2 separate regions of the Cricetulus griseus genome follow, and region 2 is linked to region 1. The links are chromatin contacts, called in public Micro-C maps. All regions are on one chromosome and are shown on one strand. Each heading gives the region's core, a stretch centred on a gene start, on an enhancer-like site or on the middle of the called end of the contact. The rest is flanking DNA. Distances are from core to core; before and after follow the strand shown. Region 1 overlaps Nav1 (neuron navigator 1). Region 2 overlaps Nav1 (neuron navigator 1).

The links. Hi-C and Micro-C count contacts between places; a contact is called where the count stands out from the background.
Region 2: a Micro-C map of the CHO-K1 cell line shows a contact between it and region 1, with 4 times the contacts expected there. The contact joins two enhancer-like sites. A contact is called at or near these places in 3 of 8 Hi-C or Micro-C datasets (the CHO-K1 cell line and liver).

What each region holds. Positions count from the first base shown.
Region 1 is chr5:53,594,144-53,599,711 of CriGri-PICRH-1.0, reverse strand. The region is part of intron 1 of Nav1 (neuron navigator 1); the gene reads right to left. Among named protein-coding and RNA genes, the nearest start is that of Nav1, 25 kb to the right of the region's middle. Within about 2 kb of position 3,086, at least 2 of the 6 cell types and tissues checked have open chromatin away from gene starts, as enhancers often do. A contact at or near this core is called in the CHO-K1 cell line, where this site is marked.
Region 2 is chr5:53,788,429-53,793,996 of CriGri-PICRH-1.0, reverse strand. Nav1 (neuron navigator 1) reads right to left here. Exons shown (of 30, transcript XM_035445545.1): 9 at 4,932-5,568; 10 at 4,065-4,508; 11 at 3,473-3,514; 12 at 2,623-2,771. Among named protein-coding and RNA genes, the nearest start is that of Ipo9, 36 kb to the left of the region's middle. Within about 2 kb of position 2,141, at least 4 of the 6 cell types and tissues checked have open chromatin away from gene starts, as enhancers often do. A contact at or near this core is called in the CHO-K1 cell line, where this site is marked.

The DNA of each region.
Region 1 (5,568 bases), core at 1,837-4,336:
TTTTTGTTGTTCACAGATAAAACAGCAACCTAGAAGTAAATAAGTGCCTAGAAGTAAATAATCTTAACATCGGTCAGAAGCCAGGGCCCCGCTCTCTGCCTCCAGCACCCTTCTCTCTCTGTGCGTCTGTCTTAGTTACAGTTTCTGTTGTTGTGATAAAATACTACAACCAACAGCAACTTGAGGAGGAAAGGGTTTATTTATAATTACAGCCACATCGCAGTTCATTACTGAAGGGAGTCAGGGCAGGAACTCAAGGCAGGAACCGGGAGGCAAGAACCAAAGCAGAAACCATGGAGGAATGCTACTTTACTGGCTTGCTCACAGATCAGTCTGTTGGGGACATTTTCTCAATTCTGGTTCTCTCTTCTCAAATGACTCTATCTTGTGTCAAGGTGACAAAGAAATCTAACCAAGACAGTAGCCATGATCTTATGTGTCTAGCGTGCAGAGAGAGGTGGGGGGGGAGGAGACAGGAGAGACAGCAAGGGCACCCTAACTCAGAGGTGTCTTCATCCCAAGGGGACCCCTTATTCCTGCTCTCAGTGCTGTCACAGAAAGGCAATGTAGAGACACAGCCAGTGGCTAATGTCACTGCACCTCCCCTAGACTGTGTTTAACACACACACACACACACACACACACACACACACACACACACACACGAGTATCTTATACAGTGTCAACTTGAACAATGGCAGAAGGACATCTTTGAGGGACAGGGAACATAGCTTCAAGACTGCTTATCTAACATGCATAAGGCCCTAGGTTCAATTCTCAGTATCAAAAGAAAAAAACAAAGAACATATTTGGTTCCCCTGAATGTGAAGAGAAGTTTGAAATATTAGGTTCAGGGGTTATGCCACCTTTGTGTCTCCATGGAATGAAGAAATCATCATGCTTGTAGATCCTGGGAGTAATTTGCTTAAAGAACTGAAGGTAGAGCGAGGGGTGGTGACGCATGCCCTTGGAAACAGAGGCAGGAGGATCACTACAAGTTCAATACAGTCTATATAGTGAGTCCCAAGCTAATCAGGCTACACTGTTAAACACTGTTTCAAACAAACAAAACCCAACAACCTAAATAGGAAACAAACAAACATCCTAAATAGGAAACTAAACAAAAATCTAACAACCATCACAAAACTGACAGGAATCTAACTCCTTCACAAACAAACCTGCTCCATGCAAGCCCTGGTATCACAGGATGTCACTGCACAACCGTGAATGGCTGCAGCTCCTAGCTTCTTCCACCATTCATCATAGGAGGTCACATTACAACCATGATCAGCTGCAGCTCCTAACTGCCTCCAAGAGGCAGTGGCCAGACTAGAGGGGAGCTGAACGGGTACTGGTTACAAATCTCAGCACTTCTGGCCAGGTCTGGCTGCCTCTACCTGAGTAAGGCTTTGACTGAGTCTGCACTACTCTGTAGTGTCCTTGAATACTTGGGGCTGTTGATGGTGTATGACCAAGGTTCTGGGGATTGGAGAAGCTGCCAGGTTGACTCTGAGTGGGGAGGAAACATGCTTTTCCCCATGTGACCTGCTACCAGGAAACAGCTGGGAGGAGTGGGGAGCCAAGGAGGCCTAACCCTGCACAGCCATCCTGATCTTTTAGTTTGATCTTCTTCCCTAGGACCTGTCATTCAAGCCCTCTGGCTTAAAGGGACCACCAGAAACTTCTAAGTGTGTACATTTGGACTTTTAGACCAGATGGATACCCTGGAGAAGGAGGGCAATGGGCAGCCTCAGGACCCCAAAGACCATGGCAATGAAGCCCCTTTCCTGAACACACATGCTACTGGCAGTGTGCAAGCAAGCAAGCAAGCATGGTTTATGCTATGTTGGTGAATCTCTTTGTAAAGTGTATATGGCTAACATCCCCATTTCACAGGTGAGGAAACTGAGGCCACAGATGGACAACAAATCCCTAATTGCCACGGCCAGTATCAAACCTACTTCCATTGAGCCAGCTATGTATCTAGTGTGTTTGGGGTCATGTGTGGATGCAGTCACGATGACATTACAGGAAAAGCAACCTGATTCCCTGGTTACCAGATGTGCCATTGCCCGGACTCAGAAGGAACAGACAGCAAAGCCAAGGGATTTTAGGGTTTAGAATGCAGCCTTCGGAGGAGGCAGTGAATGCTGGTACCGTATTGACAAGTGGTCTTAGGCATGGGGAAAAGACAAGCCAGGGTTGCGAGGCTCTGGCATTGGCAATCAAGATCTTCTGATCTTCCCATAGGAGACTGCCAGTGAGGGCCAAGAACTCACCCAGGACTACAACGGATGGGATAAAGGCCTTGCTCTGAGCCAGTGCCAGCCAGGCATCCCGATGCAAGAGCTGTGGGAAGGGGCTCAGTGGCAGACAACCATTGCCCCCTCCCCAGACTGCCCGCCCCCTCTGTTAGGTCGTATACCCACTCCAACAACTCCTCCAGTGAGTGGTTTGGGCAGCCTATGGTATGTGACTTCTAGTCACTAGGGGAGGGCTGTGTACTTAGGTTGAACCATAGAGTATTATGTTGTGGGCACTGTTTTGAGACAGGGTCTTCCCGTGTATGCCTGGATAGCCTAGACCTCTCAACAATGGCCCCTTTCCTCAGTCTTCCGGGCACTGGGATTACAGGCGTGCCTTGCCATGCTCAGCTTTTACCATAAACTCTTGATGGAGAAAGAACATTCCAAATCTACATGTGGGGCTCATAACCATAGTGCACGCTAGGCCTTAGAAACGTACATGCCTGGCCAAGCTGGTGTTCAGGAGCCTGGGGAAGCCACGGTCTTTCAGGGGACGATATCTCTTTGCTCACCCTGAGTCAGTCCCCACCTTCCACATAAAAGTGTCAGGACACAGACTGTTGCCAAGCTGGATTTGAACACAGGTTCTAGGAGCCACAAGTACCATCTTCTCAGACCTCCGACAGCCTTGGGCTTGTCCCTGGTTCAGGGACACTGTGGATATCAATGTCCCTTAGCAATTCAGCCAGGATCACTAACAGAGTCACAGCACAGCACGGCCTTCCAGCTGAGCATCAGCAGATGCCATCCAGCTGTGTTGCTCACCCTTCACCTGGTGACTCATCTCCTGTGTGGACGCCAACCCCCATAGTCTCTGCCGGCCACGGGCCTTCTGGACAGCCTATGCCTTTTAACCCGTGGACAGTTCTGTCCAAGGGAAAAACAACAAAACAAAACAAAACCCCAGCGGAGATAACCTCTGAGCCAGCAGAAGCCAGATCCCCAGGCACAGGGTGGGTGGGGATGTTTGGGGATGACCCTCTGCAGCTGATGGTTTTCCCATCTTGTCAGGCCGGAAGCGACAGGGTGTGGGGAGGGTGTGATACTGGTTTCCAGTGCCACCCAGTTTAAGATCCTAATCAGATTCCCCGTGAGGAGCAGCTGATAATAGCGTTGGTCTTCCGGTGGCCGGGGGCAGGGGCAGGGGCAGGAGGGAGCAGACTATCCCAAAACACTAATGAAGCTGCCGCCCTGTCTTCCGGAGATTATTCACAGAGATCCTAGATAGACGAACAAATTATGGTGCATACAGGAGAAACAAAGTGAAAGGGTGTGCACAGAGCTCTGGGTAATATGGGAAACCACCTGACACCACATAAAAATATGAAATCATATGCAGGCCATGATCTTGACAGTGTGGAGGCCAACTTTAAAAGTAGAGATGATAATGATGTCTGCTTCCTGAGTGGGGGATTCTGGCTACTTTGAGATTTTCTATTTTCCTTTGATCTTTACTAATAAGGAAAAAAATCTAAACGCTGCATAAAGCCCGGGCTGGGGGAGAGGAATGTCGGATGGGGGAGGGCTTGTGCCTTTGGCTCGCCAAGGGACAAAGGGGTCTGTGTGTGTTTGTGGGTGGGCAGAGGAAAGCTGTCTATGAGCCCTGGTGTGGCCTTGAGACTGGATGGGGAGATGGCGTAGAGCTGGGGGAGGACCGTTTGAGAGCTTGCTAAGGGAACTCTCTCCCTGGAAGGAACAGACCTAGTAAGCGTGGAATAGCCTAGGTGAAAAGATATTAAACACATGTGAACCGAGGTTGTGTCCCTCATTAACATCCTGGACACTGGTGGAGCCAAGAGTGGGCAAAGGAGGTAGATGACAGGGGTAGGCTTAGAGAGGGACATTCCAGAAGGCCTTGGAAGTATAGGATGGGTGGAGATATAGCTGGGCATCCATGGAGCCAGAGAGAGGTTTCTCAAAGAACAGTGGGCCACAGGACTGCCTGAGAGAGGTAGTCTACCATTGGTTATCAGGAACCAGCCAGCTTCCCAACCTAACAGCAGAGCGCCAGGTTAGCCTGGAAGGCTGGTGGCAGGGACAGTGTGAGGGAGGCTCAGGAGTCCACAGGAAGGAGTATGGATGGGGTCAGCAGAGAGCCCAGGACTTCAAAAGATGGAGGGGCAGCCAGGATTGGAAAGAAAATGCCAGCCGGAGACAGGGCACACAAGAGGGTGGCTGCATTTCAAATGATCTTGTAAAGAAAAGTCTGAAATGGTGCCTAGAGGCCTTTGGGTATTAATTTTTGGTTCAGTTCAGTGACTGGGAGTTGGGGGAAGGATATGCCTGTCGCCCCTGGGAGTAAAATGTTGATTTGAAGCCACAAGACCCCTGGAAGGCAAATCTAGCTCACCCCATGGCCAGCCTACAGTCCTTCCTCCCACTCTCTGGGCCTCAGTTTCCCTTACAGAGGTTGGGACAGGGTGACAGCCCTTCTACGACCAGGGGCTCTGCTAATAAAAATGATTGTAAAACTCTTTTCAAATAGTGCTGCGGCCTCACAAGGGAGGCAATTCTTCCCCACAGAGAGGGTTCAGTTCCTGCAGCGATCTGCTTGGAACCTCTCTGCCCTTCAAAAGAGGGGCCCTTCTGTTCCCTTGTGATCTGGGTGAATGCTGTGTCCCTGGGATAGCAGTGGGCCGGGCCCTGTGCCCGCCGCTGGCAGCCGCCTGCACACAGCACAAGGGAAACTTTGTGTGCCTCCAAGCCTGGTGTGTGAATTGCCAAGCGTGGGAGGTGGGGGTGGGAGTGGGGGTAGGAGACTTCTCCTTTGACCATGGAGGAAACTGAGGCACAGGGAGGGAGCCAACAGAAACTAACACGACAGCTTCTTATCTGGAAAAGTGGTACTGAGAACAGACATTTTAAAAGTACTGCATGGCTTATGTAATAATAATGATAGTGTTATGGTTTGATTTGCTAGGTCCCTACTCAGGCATATAACTAGTCACCTAACATTCCCACTGCCACAGGCAGAAGCTGTTCCCACTAATGTGTCTTCCCCACCATGATGGTCTATATGCTCTCAAACTATGAGACAAAACAACAAAAACCCTTCTATAAGCTACTATTTGTCAGGTATTTGGTTCTAGCCACAAGAAAATAACCCATACAGATAGCAATACTTACCAAGCACTTAGTGTGTGAGTCCCTTCACATGTGTTACCCTTTCTGACAAGTATCTATTCCTGACAAAAACACACCAGGATGTGAACCGTCAATTTCTCTGTTTGACAGAATGACAAATCCCAAAGATGTTCATTCT
Region 2 (5,568 bases), core at 892-3,391, 200 kb before region 1:
CTTGCAGTGCTAGCCTCTGAGCCCGGGGACCACTCAGGTGAAAAAAAAAGCGGGGAGAGTCTGATCATTGAACAGAACCCACTGCAAGAACTAACAGAGCTAACGCATCCATTAGGGATGCATCCTGACGATAATAATGGAGGTCTCATGAACCCCACGGCCTGGTCTTCCATTAACACCCAGAGTACCATCAACCATCAGATGGCCAGCCTGGGAGCTAGTCTTTGCAGCATTCTAGGAAGAGGACTGAGATGCCTAGTTGTGTGGATTTAAGAGCTGCCATTTTGTCCCCATATCTCTTCTGAGAGACCGTGGGGAAGAAAGACTTGGCATAGAAGCTCTGAGAACACAGAGCACCGAGGAGTCGCATTTAACCCTTCCAGATTTCAGTTTCCCTTCCCTGGGCCCCAATGGTAGATGCTCCAACCCCAAACCCCAGTGCTAGGTGGTGCCACCCAAGGTTTCTGGGCCCCCAGACCCTTCAAAGTTATGGGAAGACAGAACTGAAATGGCCCAAGTTGATGTTCTGTGAATTATATATGTGTGTGTGGTGGCGGCAGTGGTGGCAGTGGAGGTGGCGGTGGGTGAGGGAGCCCAGCAGAGCTGGGATGATTGTGAACCGAGTTAGCATGAAGTCTCACCATCATCCGTGGGGTCGCGGAAGGATCCTGACCGAATCATTCCCTTGGATCTCTCGGCCAGGGACAGGGTGCTCCCCATTTGGGAGCCGCTGTACAGCTCGAAGGCCGCCTCGTGGGTGGGGATGCTGTTGGAGCGGGTGATTCTTGGCGTGGTGGCCGCAGTGGGACTCACTGGAAGGACAGAGGGAAGGGGGAAGGGAGAGGGAGGGGGAGGCAGGAGAAGAGGCAGGGCCATCAGCTCTCTGGTCCCTTGTGGGGCCGGAGCAGGAGTCAATGAGAGGCAAATGGGAAGAGGGGAGGAGAGGAAGGGGCAGTAGGTGGGGCAGTGGGGGTGTGCGAGCAGCTGGAGGTTAGGAGTCACCCCTGCTGGGAAGGCTGGGCCCTAATGGAGAAGGACTCCATGGTCTGTAATAAAGGTCTCCCCTTAATACTGCCTGCCTTGGAGTTGTCGCATTTGAAGGTTAGGCTGGGGGCCTGGCGGCTTTCCCGAAACCTTCACATCACTAGGATGTGCAGATGAAAATGGGATGCTGTGGTTCCCGAAAACACAACTGGAGGCTGTCTTAGTGGGGACTGAGAATCAGACCAAGACTCAGATCCAAATGATGAAACCGGACCAGCTACAGAGAAGGGGACCAGGCTGTGGAATCCAATGGGCTCAGCATTATGAAAGGGAGTAAGGCCCCCTGTAAAGCAGTGTCACTCTAGGTCACTTTGGTTGAGATCTCAAACTAGACTATGGCCTCTCTCTCTGCCCAGCATCCCCTGAAATGAAGGTCAGAGAGACAGAGTGGATGAAGGTGTCAGCGAAGCTATAGAATCCACAGCTGTGGAATCTGCCGACCACAGAGGCCACCACTCCCACTTTTCCCTTGCTGAATCTCCACCTTTCATGGTTCATACCCTTGTGGAATTCCCCTCTCTGACCTTTAGCCTCCATACAGGCCTGTAGATGTTTCCCCTGCCTGTAAAGACCTGGGAAAAAGAATTCACACCTCTGTCTTGCCCCTTTTGAAATTCCAAGATGAGATTGGCCCAGTCCCTCATTCTACAGCACAAATGGTCTCTCTTCTCCTTTGGCCCTCAATGGAGACAGAAAACAGGCTGGTCCCACCCTGCGTTTGATAAGCCCATGTAAGCCAGATGACCCTTCCTTAGGCACAAGTAACCTCCATTCCTAGCTTTCCTCCAATTCCCCACAGTCACGGCGCAGGCGTGTTACAAGTCCTCATCACAAAAGAACTGCTTTCTTTCACCCAGCTAAAAGGAGAGATGATTTAGAGTGATGCAGCAAGCAAATGGCAGGTCTATTCCGGCCCTGTCCTAAAGAGACTCCCATTAAACCAGTGCTAGCACAGTGCTTCCCAGAACCAAGGCTGGTGTGTGTCTGAGCTGGAGCCAGGCCCTCCTCCTGAAGCCTTTTTCCCCATCCTGTGTCTGAGTCACAGAGCCACTTCCTTCTTTCCCAGCTTTCCCTTCTCCGTAGGCTTTAGAGAGGGCGTGGTGTGTCTAGGGCAAGTCTTAGTCAGTCTGCCTTTAGGGCTAGGATGGCCCTGGCTCACCCAGAGCAGTTGGTGAATCTGGACTTTCTGTTTTGGAGACAGACCTCATTCTCTGCTGCAATCAACAATCCTTCTCTGCCTGCAGTTCATCAGCCCACAGGTTGGTGTCGCCCTTACGAAGCTGCCCCTGGGAGTAACATGCATAAAACACCCAGCTACAAGCCCAGGGCCTTGGTATGTAGATTTCCCATGCTGTCATTCAGACCTTTGACACCATCAGGACCCCAAAACTTGTGCCCAGGGGCGACTTTTCAGTTTAGGACCTTGGAACACTTCATCTTTAGTTTGAGTTGGTAAACTGAGGCGCCATGAAACAGTCCACTACAACTTGAGCCAAACATGCCTAGCCGTTTTTGCCTCACTCTGAAGAGTGAGCCCTGCTTCATCTCCTGCCACAGCGAGTGACCGCAGACACTGACCTATGTTGGTAAGCTGGCCCTTTGCACTCAAGGACATGGAGAGTGCAGGGGGAGATGGCAGCTCTGCCTGGTCGTCGGATTCGGGAAGTCCACCGATGGTGTGGGAGTGGCGCCTCTCCTTGGTCTCCTCCTGGGACTGAAGCTGGTACCTGAAGAAGTAGCAGAGGAACTCAGTCTGAGTTGCTACCAAGTGACATGAGAGGCTTAGCTGTGTGTGGGATGCCTGAGCTAGGCAAGGAATGGTAACTCAGCATTGTCCCTTCCCTTGAGAGCTCCTGATGGGAACAAAGGATGGATGAATGAAGCCTCCACTCAGGGCTCGATGGCTCCATGTACAGGCTTTCAGGTGACGGGCATCCCCATCTAGTTGAGTAACTCTGCTAACCCAACAGTGGAGGATCCTCTGTTCCTAGCCTATGTGAGTGGCCTCAGAAGTCCACTATGAAGTGATGAATTGAACCAAGGAAGGACATAGGGCTATGATAGCATAGGATGCTGTAGGTAAGGACATGGTTACTGTATACAAACTCATTTCTCCCTCGACAGCAAAGAAAATCACTAGCTACAAAAGCTAATACACTTGATAGAGAGTTTGCAGAGGAATGTGGGTGGCATTTTTGTAGGACCACGTATAAATGACTTGCTAAAAGGGCCACTAAATTCATGCAAGGGGCCCGGGTTAGGTGGGGTTGGGACTTTATTTTTGGAAGTGAACTCACAGAGATCCACTTGCCTCTGCTTCCCAAGTGCTGGGATTAAAGGTGTGCACCACCCAGCTTAACTTTTTAACAGGCCCGGAGTCTAGAGTATATGGTAGAAAAACAAACAATCAAACATATTTAAGGGTTACCTGAGTCCTTTCTTGGGTAGAGTGTTCCGATCCCGCTGACTGCTATGGAGGGAGAGAAAGAGAGAGGTATATGAGCCTATCTTGGAAACTAGAGTTTGGGACCACAGGTTTGAAGGGTATATCCTCTGGAGACAAGACAGCAAACTATGAAAATCTATTTCGATAAACAAATAATACAACCGTCACAATCAAATTCTTGACTCAGAACTTAGGAAATATCTGAAATGTTAAGTTTTCTTTTTGTTAGGAGTTAAGGTAGTGTAGTTAGTCATTCAAAAGGTTGTACTATGGACAGTGAGAACCAGGATGTGATGTAATAGAACTAACTGATTTTGCACTTGGAAACTAAAGCTAGATGATAAATAAAATTAATATGAGATTCCTGAGACATCATTTAACTTTTTGTAAAGCTTCCCCTGTGTACATGATGAGGACAAAACAAAAGCACCCTACATATCTCAGGGAGTTACAAAGGAACTAAATTATTTAAGATGTGGGAAAACATATATCAGAAGTCACAGCACGGTAATGGATGGACCTGCTAATGGCCAAGTGAGTCTGAGACAGGCTCGGCTCTGTCTCTACCACATACCTGTCCAACTGTCCAGCTCTGGGGCTTCCACTCCAGGGCAGCTCTTCGGTCTCTTCCTCTGATGGGGCGGCGGGGGCAGCAGGTGGGGTGGGGACGGGAGAACTGCTGGGGAAGGCACTGGGCAGGCTCATCGGCATCTGGAGGGACTCCATGCTCCTGTGCAGGCCTGAGAGTTTGGGGTACATGCGGGTCTCTTTTGGGACACTGAAACCACTCATTAGCTCCAGGCCCTGGGAGAAGCTGGCTGAGTTAATATTGAGGATGGGTGCTGGACTGGGGGTGAAGCAAGAAGGGAGAGGGCCCCCGGTTGATGAGCTTGTAGCATGCAGATCTGGGACCTTTGAAGCATGGGTGTCGCTGGAAGATGGTAGATCCAAACTGTTGGAGTTGACCTTGTCTAGATTGGCTAGTGAGGGTGGCTTGACAAAGCTTTTAGCTGTGGCCCTGAGAGGAGTAAAGATAAAATAAAATATTCAGAATAACAAGTTACAGGGCAACAGGCAATCCTCTTATATAGTTTCCTTTCGTTCCAGCTGCCTACTCAGCTAAAGACGTACTCTGATGCTGTTGACAAACCAATCGGAAGGAGAATCCACACTTGACTTATGGCACCTTCAGTCATAAGAGACAACACATGCATATGGGAAATGTGCAAATAGACATAGCAAAACCATTCATACAGGTACCAAAGATAGTGTCGACATGGAGCAGCAGAAACAAAGTGAGTTATCAAACACAGAGAAGAAATAGCACAGAGGAGAGAGGAAGGACCCACACAAAGGTCTAGAGACAGCAATGGACAGGCCATGTCACATCTAGTATAAGGCTGGAGAAACAGAAAAGGAAGACATTGCCCAGTGTGGGTACCTGAGAGGGGTTGGTGGCAGCTCTGCTAACTTGGTGGCTGGAGGGTGGCTTGCTTGGTTCTTAGGAGTGCTTTCTGGAGAGCCAATGCTCTTCAAGGAGATGTTGTCTGAGTCCAAGGCCACAGCCTTGGCTTTGGCCTTTTCCTTTTCCCGATCTGTCTGATTGACAGGAGCCGGAGTGGTACGACCACTGGCAACCTTGGAAGGTTCCTTCAGTCTGGAGGGTGTAAGGCCTCCCTGCTTGGTGCTGAGGAGACTGGGGTCAATGCTGCTGCTAACAGGGCGAGGTCCACCCCGCCCACCAGTCACACTCATTGAACTGGATTTGGCTGGCCTGGGCAGGCTTCGATACTGGATGTTGGACCGGGCTCCAGGAGCCAGAAACCCCGGCTCTGCACTGTTGGACACATCTAAACTCGTCTTTCGCCCATTTACTGGCTTGACAGGAATGCCTGAGGATTTCTGGATCTTGCTGAGGGTGGCTGAGCCACCTGTCTGCATGACAGTAGCTGTGCCAGTAGCAGGGGGCGGCTTCTTATAGCCAAAGGATCCTGAAGTAGAGGGGCGAGCAATGCCCGATGGAGGCTTCTTAGCATCACTCAGGCGGTCCCGACCAGCATCAGAAGAGGAGCGCTGTA